Linked DNA regions of Pan troglodytes: region 2 is linked to region 1. The links are chromatin contacts, called in public Hi-C maps. All regions are on one chromosome and are shown on one strand. Each heading gives the region's core, a stretch centred on a gene start, on an enhancer-like site or on the middle of the called end of the contact. The rest is flanking DNA. Distances are from core to core; before and after follow the strand shown.

Region 1 (3,686 bases), core at 333-2,832:
ATACACCTCACCCGCTTTCACATTGCAACTTGTTCTCTTCGTATAAAAGATTAGGGTTCAAAGAGAAACTCTTTTCACTCTGAATTTCTGTGTCTGAGAGCAATGAATGGCTGGGATGCAGAGGGTGGGAAATGCCATTAGCTGAGGCTGGGGCTATTTTTGTGTACCTTGATGCCAGTAAAGGAACAGATATTTGTATCTTTGGGGAATATGGGTGTGGATCTTTAGTATCGTGTTGGTGTGCAGGCATCCTCTACTACCTGCATCTGTCAGAACCTGCCTGTGTGTGTGCAAACTGAGACTATAACTATTGGGAATCTATGGCTGCAGAAGTGTGTGTGATGTGTCTGCCTATAAATGCTTCTCAATAGTTGTCTCACCATCTGTAAGGATGTAAGTACATATTTGAGGGTGCCTGAGTAGAGGACATAAGGTTATACATGGGTTTGGAGCCCTGTGAAAATCTGTGCCCTCTTGAGTATGGCTGTGTGTACAAATGGAAGAACAATTGTGTGTGGGGGGGGTGTTTACATCTGTAAATGAGGGCAATTATGGAGGTGATGACATGTGTGATGTGGTGAGGGTAGGCTTTCATGGTGTCTGTAGGGCTGGATCTATGTCTGAGTGTGCTTATTTGTTTTTAGATGATGTATGTTTACATGTGTCTCTTTAGGCTCAGTTTGTGTGTGGAGAAGGGGGCTGAGACTCTAAGTGTCCACTTGTGTATGCTGCAGGGCGTTAGTGTGTGTAAGGCTCCATCTTTGGGTTTGAAGGTTCTGTGTCTGTGTGTCTGGGGGCAGTGTCTTCTGTCTAAATGCCTGGGCCTTCCTGCCTTCCCTACCGTTCTCATTGTCAGTAGAACCCTAGAGAAGAAGGGATGGGCATTGGACTGTGTGGTTAAGCAAATCCTGAAGGGAAGGGGAATGTGCCAAGCAATCCCTTCCAAGAGAATTCAGGGAAACTACCCTCCCGTCTCACCCAACCCGATCCCACTCAGTCCCTGGGAGCTGGTGCACTGTCTGGTTCTTATAGAGCAGAGGTATCTGTGCAGGTGTGTGAGAGTAAGTGTGGTGCCTCGTGCCCGTGTAAATGATGTGAACAGGTAATCACTTACATTAGTGTGTACACAAATGTACCAGGCGTGGGATTGCATCAACACAGTGTAATAACGTGTGACCTCCTACGGAATCTATCTCCGCAGATGGTATGGCCATGGGTCCCTCCTGTACCTGTGAGTGGGGCAGTGTCTGAGGAAGATGGGTGCCCCTTGAGGGAGGAGCGGTAGTGAGAGCTGGGTGGATGTGTGCCCGCCGGTGCCTTTGTGTACCGGCGTGTCTCCGAGTCTCTCTGTCGGCAGCTCTGAGTTTCTGTGTGTCTCTGTGTCTGTGTGTGTGTCTCTCTCTCTGGGTCTCTGCCTCGTCGTGTGTGTCTTGCTCTCCCTTGGCGGGGAGGGGATTGGTCACGCATGACTCATCTTGAACCGAGCGGGGCTCCAGCGGCAGGGCGGCCGCCGTTGCAGCTGGAGGGGGAGGAGGACAAGGAGGAGGGAGAGGAGGAGGAGGACTACCAAGAGGGGGAGGAGGAGAAGAAGGAGGGGGCGGGGGCCTCTCCAAGTTTGTCGGGACCTTCTTCCGAGGCAGCGGCGGCAGCAGCCAGGGAGGCCGGGGCTGCGCGCGGGCCGGGGGCGGGGGCTGGGGCCGGGCCCGGGGCGGCGGGGCCGGCGCCTCGGCTCTCCTCCTGCTCCTGCAGCAGCCTCTGCTCCCACTGCGGCTGTGGTCCCCCTCGGCGCAGCTCTCCGCGCTGCGCGCCCGCTGAGCCCGAGGTTCCCCGGCCCATGTACTGGAAGCATGAGAACGCCGCCCCGGCGCTGCCCGAGGGCTGCCGGCTGCCGGCCGAGGGCGGCCCCGCCACCGACCAGGTGAGCCGGCGAACGACTGGGTGAGCGGCCCGGGCCGGGGTCGGGCAGGGTCCGGGACCCAGCCGGGCCGAGCAGGGTGGCGGGCGGTTGCAGGAAGGAGGGGTACGAGGGTGCGCCTGTGAGTGTGTGCTTGTGAGTGTGGGAGCGCGCGCGAGCGAGGGGGGGGGGGTCGCGGAAAGCGGGAACACATTATGCAAATGTTGGAGGAATTTCTCAAAAAGCGATTTAGTAAAGACACAGGCGAATCAAGAGGAGGCGAGGCCGGTATTGTCCGTCTGAATAGGCGCTGATAGCGCCGATGCGCCGGGGGTTGTGCGGGCGCAGCGCTGAGAATCCCGACGCGGGGCCGGTACCCGGCGCGCCGAGGGGCTGGAGGGTGCTTTTTCCTCCCCTTGAGCGCCTCTCTTTTCTCTTTTTGGTCCCGTTTCGCCCCCGATCTCGCTCCCTTTTTGCTCCGGGTTTCCCTCCGACTGGCCCTCGAAAGGCTCCTGAATCCGTGTCAATATAGCTGCTTCAATTTCGCCGCGCGTGTCAGGCGGGCGGGCGGGCGGGTGCTCACCGCGCTCGGGGTTTTATTTTCTTCAACCACCCTCCGCCCCTCACCCATCTCTTTTTTATTTTCTTTCTTTCTCTCTTTTCTCCTTTTTGCATTTTGTGCCGAGAGGAGAAGGGAGCGAGGAAGGGGAGTGGGGTGGGGGGGCGGGTGGAGAGAGAAAAAATTCGATTTTTAATTACTACCATTAAAAAATCAAATTTGCAATTCTTTGGGCGGCCTGATGGATCTCACTGATTGACAGTTGGAATTGACACTCTGGCTACCTCTTATCTTGGGCATTCACGACAATTTCTAATTGCAGGTAGTTTGTGTGTGTGTGCGCGTGTTTTTTTTCCCCCCTCAGAGGCTTGGATTGCAAGGGAACTAAGCGATTACTTCAAGAGCCACGGGTTAAGTGCAGGGAGAGGGGGAGAGAGAGGGAAAAAATCCAATCCAAATTCAAATTGCTTCATTAGAGAGACACCGCTTTTGTGGGGAAGGGCTTTAAATGCCCACTACAAAGTTAGGACTCATTGTTCGGCGCCGGTTTATATAACAGGCGCGGGGAGGCGCTGGGCTCAGGCTGCGCGGAGCCAGTTCAGCAGCCGCCGCCGCCTGCGTTCCCTCCCCCCCTCCCCCAGGTGATGGCCCAGCCAGGGTCCGGCTGCAAAGCGACCACCCGCTGTCTTGAAGGGACCGCGCCGCCCGCCATGGTGAGTCCGTTTGGCCCTGCCTGCGGTGCCCAGTCCTCCAGCGGCCCGGCCCTGGGGACCTGGCCAGGTTTTCCGGCCACGAACCGCTGCTCACGTTCTGGGGGACTCCCGGCGGGCGCCGCCCCTCTCTGAGCCTCGGTTTTCCGGCAGGGAATGTTGGCTTTAACCGCTCCCAGCACCCAGAATGCGCGTGTTAAAAGTTGGGTCCGTCCCTTCCTCTCCAATAGGCCCTTCCATCCCTGTCCTTCAGTCTACGGCGCATTGTCCCGGGGAGATTTCGTTGTCAATTGGTGCTCGGGGGCCCCAGATTTGTCTCCAAGGCAGCCCCAACTCTGGGTGCCCGGATCAGCGCTCCTCTCTCCTTCTCTCCCCCGCCGCAGGCTCAGTCTGACGCCGAGGCCCTGGCAGGAGCTCTGGACAAGGACGACGGTCAGGCCTCCCCATGTACGCCCAGCACGCCATCTGTCTGCTCACCGCCCTCTGCCGCCTCCTCCGTGCCGTCTGCAGGCAAGAACATCTG
Region 2 (3,686 bases), core at 381-2,880, 100 kb after region 1:
GGAGGCACTGAGGGGGCTGGGGGTGGGGTCAGAGAGGTGGGGAAGGTGAACCCTCCCCACTGCAAGGCCTGGCAGTAGGGCAAAACCAGGCTGCTTATCTCCCCAGCCTGGGCACCCTGGATGACTGTGCTGGGGACATGGGGCTGATGGAGGGGTCGCCAGGGAGGAGGCGGAGAAGACAGAGATGTCATCTGTCCTGAAAGACACAGCCCTTCAGGGCTTCCTGCCCTCTCTGCAGTTCTTGCCAGGTCACCTGGGCCCCAAAGACCCCACAGTTCTGTTCACCAGCCCCCTTCAGTCCTTGTCACCTGGCTACTGCTAGGCAGCCACACTCAGCTCCATGATCTCACCAGCAGCCAAGTAGCTGAACACACAGTCACAGCGCCCCCGCCCACACACACACACACACACAGGCACAAAGCCTGTGGCACAGTCACACATGGGCTTGTAGAGTTATAGGTGTCCCCGCGTGCACAGCCCTCCTGGGAGCCAGCACGGGAGATCACGCATGCGTGCCCACCCCAGCGTGTGGGTGAGCCCAGGGCTGTGCCCAGCCCAGCTCTTAGAGAACCACTCTGAGGCCTCCCTAGACAGAGTCGCAGGAGCCGTCCTAGAGGGGTGGGGGTGGTGATGGGATGAGAAGCGCTCTGTGGGCCTCTGATCCCCTCCTTTAATAAAAGGAGCTAGAAGGCCCCCTCCTCAGCACCCCACCCCCCGGCCTCAGCACCCAAAGCATCCATTATTCCACCCGATGCCCCCTCTAGTTCTGCGGGGTGAGCGCGCTGAGCACATCTTACAGAGGGCAAACTGAGGCTGGGGAGGCGAAGGGGGGTTGCCCAAGGGCAGAGCTGGTGAGGTCAGAAGCAGAATTGCAAGCCGGGGCGGTGGGCCCCCAAACCTGTGTTCTCTCAGGCCGCCCACCCCCATCTGCCGGGCTGGGGTGTGGACCCCGAAGCGTGCCCCGGGCCCCCTCCACCCCAGCACCCAAGGGCCTCCCGGACACAAAGCCACCTGGCGGCGCTCGAGGGGGCGCGCGTGGGAGCGCGCACGGCGGCCCGCGCCTCCGGCCAAGATGTTCCCTCTCCGCGTGATTGACAGGCTCGAGTGCCGAGAAACAAAATTGTTTATGCGCTAATGAATAAGGCCCTGATTGCAAGATCCTGTTTGGAAAATTATAGTGCGGCGGCGGCGGCGGCGGCCGCGGCGGCCCAATTACAGCCCGCGCTGCATATTCATTTCGTCTCTCCTTTGCATCGAGATGAACGGGCGCCCCGCGCCCTGCAAAGGCAACGCCAAATTTAGTCCCAGGTTCCGCACTCCTCCGCGCCATTGTCTGCCCCGGACCACCTGCCTCCTGCCGGCCTGATTGCCCGGGAGGGCGCGAGCAGGGAGGCCAAGAAAGTTCTCCCTACCCCTCCTCCTGGCACCCCCTTCCCTCGGTTCTCTCCGCTCCCTCCTCCGACTCCCCGTCTCTGTCTCCCTTCCCCTCCCGGTGTCTCTTTCTCCCTCTGTTCTCTCTCTCCTTATTCTGTGCCCCACACTTCCTCTCCTCGCTCTAGGCCTCTAACTGGGTGCATCACCGGTCTAGAATGTCAGTCGCTGTCCCTCCCCCTCCAGCTGCACATTCCCTGCGTTCCTGGGTCCCTGGGGACAGCAGGGGCAGTAACGGGGACTGTCTGCTCCTTGGAGGTCACAGAGGTATGAGGCGGGTCTCAAGACCCCTGCCTTGGCTGTGAGCATGGGGTGGCTTGGCTCGTCCCCGCAACCAAGCTGCTGGGGAGAGAGGCCCCTCCCTGCCCGCTGCCTCTGCCGCCTCCCGCATGCCACCAGACCCACTTATCCTGCGGCTCAGGCCCCTTGGCTGCCCAGGCTGCGCCCTCACACCTCCCTGCCCTGCACATGCTGTTCTCTTGCTGGCACGCCCTTCCTGTCTTCCCAGACGCATCCCAAGTACAGCTCAGAGCAGCCTTCCCCTGTCCCCACCACCGCAGGCAACAGGACAGCTCCCTCCCAGAGCACGCTGGTGTCCAGGCATGTCCTGCAGGTACAGCAGCAGGCAGGGTACACTGGCGTCCTTCTCCCGGGCCTGACCAGCCTGGGGGCTGCCGGTGAGTCACCAGGAAGCTCTGGTGTCCAGCTCAAGGCTGATCAAACGGACACCTCCACTGTGATATGGGGGTATAGTCTCCCTGTCCTTGTTGTATGGTGATGGTGGGCAGGAGGGGAGAGGAGGCTGGGAGGGAGGGACTGGGGGTTTGCAGCACCTGGACGCCACAGACCAGGACTGGCCCTGGGTTCCAGACAGTGACAAGGACAACTAACTGGTCCTTGTCACTGGGTCATTGACTTAACTGACAGGTACCTGAGGCCCAGTCTGGCTGGAGGCTCATGGTGGGGGTGATGGTGGCGAGGGCTCTTCAGAGGATGGCCGTGCTCCTCCCCGTCCTGCCTGGGGCCCCACTGAGTAACCAGGCATCTGCACCCCTTCCTGGGATGGAAATTGGGGTATTCAGACGTGAGCAAAAAATGGACAACCACATATACCAACTGGCCTAGACAACCCCCAACCCTGCCGCCAGAGACACACAAAGTAATAGACTCCCACAGTCACATACACACAAACATAGACACGCAGCCTCTCCTTGAAAGACCCACGCAGCCTGAGACACAAAGGCAGGCTGGCCCCTGGGCGTGTGTGGGGCAGCACTGCCCTCTGGCGGCTGTCTTGGCAATCTCTCTGTCAGGCTCTGGCTAGCTTCCTAGAACCACAGCTGAGCCACGATGAGGGTGTCCAAGCCCAGACCCAGAGAACTGGGACTCCCAGGGATGGGATTTCAGGGAGGAAAAGGAATTTGTGTTCCTAGGGTCGAGGGTCTTTTGAGTTCCAGTTCCCTACCCCAATCTGCATGTAATGCAGAACATGTGAGCAGAACTTGCTCACAGAAGGATCAGTCCAGGGATGGTGAGGGGGCGGAGCTCCTTATCATGGGAGGAGTACGAGTTGGGCTGGGACCACTTGCAGATTGGTGGTCTTTAGTGGCAGAGTGGACAACTTCATAGGTCATCGCCAGCTTGAAGAGCCCTGGGAGGTATGTCTAGTCTTCTCCTACTTCACCCCAGCCCAGCCACTCTCCTGTTTGGTTTGTTTGTCAGTCATCAAACTCTGACAGCATCTCAGCACCTCGAACAGCAGGGTGAGATCCTGGGTGGCGGGAGATGAGGCTGTGGAGGGTGGCCAGGCAACCCCTTGGAGGTCTTCGAGGCCAGTATTAGGTGTGTGGGCTTTATTCTGGGGGACAGGGATCTGGAGACAGGCCCAGACAGGGAAGCAACTTGGTCAGATGGGCATGTGAGCACCAGCTAAGGAGAAGCTTAAGGAGCACCAGCTAAGAAGCGACTTGCTCAGATGGGAATGTGAGCACCAGCTAAGGAGGCAGGAGGGCCAGATGGGAGGGATGTGGTGGCCTGGACCAGGACAGGGGCAGGAGTGAGGTGGCAAGAACGACGCAGATCCCAGAGCTATTAAGGAGATGGACTCGCCAGGCTTTGGTGAGGAATTGGCCATGGTGGGCATGGAGCCGGAAGATGAAGTTACCTTGGGGCATATCAGTGCTGACAAAGGGGCCTGGGGGAGAGATGATGAGTCTGATGTGGCTGTGAGAGCCTGAGAGCCTGAGAGCCAAGGG

What was found. Hi-C and Micro-C count contacts between places; a contact is called where the count stands out from the background.
Region 2: a Hi-C map of stem cell-derived neural progenitor cells shows a contact between it and region 1, with 2.7 times the contacts expected there. The contact joins the enhancer-like site here to the promoter of LHX6 in region 1. A contact is called at or near these places in 3 of 7 Hi-C or Micro-C datasets (induced pluripotent stem cells and stem cell-derived neural progenitor cells).

What each region holds. Positions count from the first base shown.
Region 1 is chr11:16,216,341-16,220,026 of NHGRI_mPanTro3-v2.0_pri, forward strand. It overlaps LHX6 (LIM homeobox 6), which reads left to right and starts at 1,583. Exons shown (of 8, transcript XM_016961593.4): 1 at 1,583-1,918; 2 at 3,547-3,686. The coding sequence starts at 1,835.
Region 2 is chr11:16,319,236-16,322,921 of NHGRI_mPanTro3-v2.0_pri, forward strand. No RefSeq gene overlaps it. Among named protein-coding and RNA genes, the nearest start is that of TTLL11, 33 kb to the right of the region's middle. Within about 2 kb of position 1,631, at least 10 of the 24 cell types and tissues checked have an H3K27ac peak or open chromatin away from gene starts, as enhancers often do. A contact at or near this core is called in stem cell-derived neural progenitor cells, where this site is marked.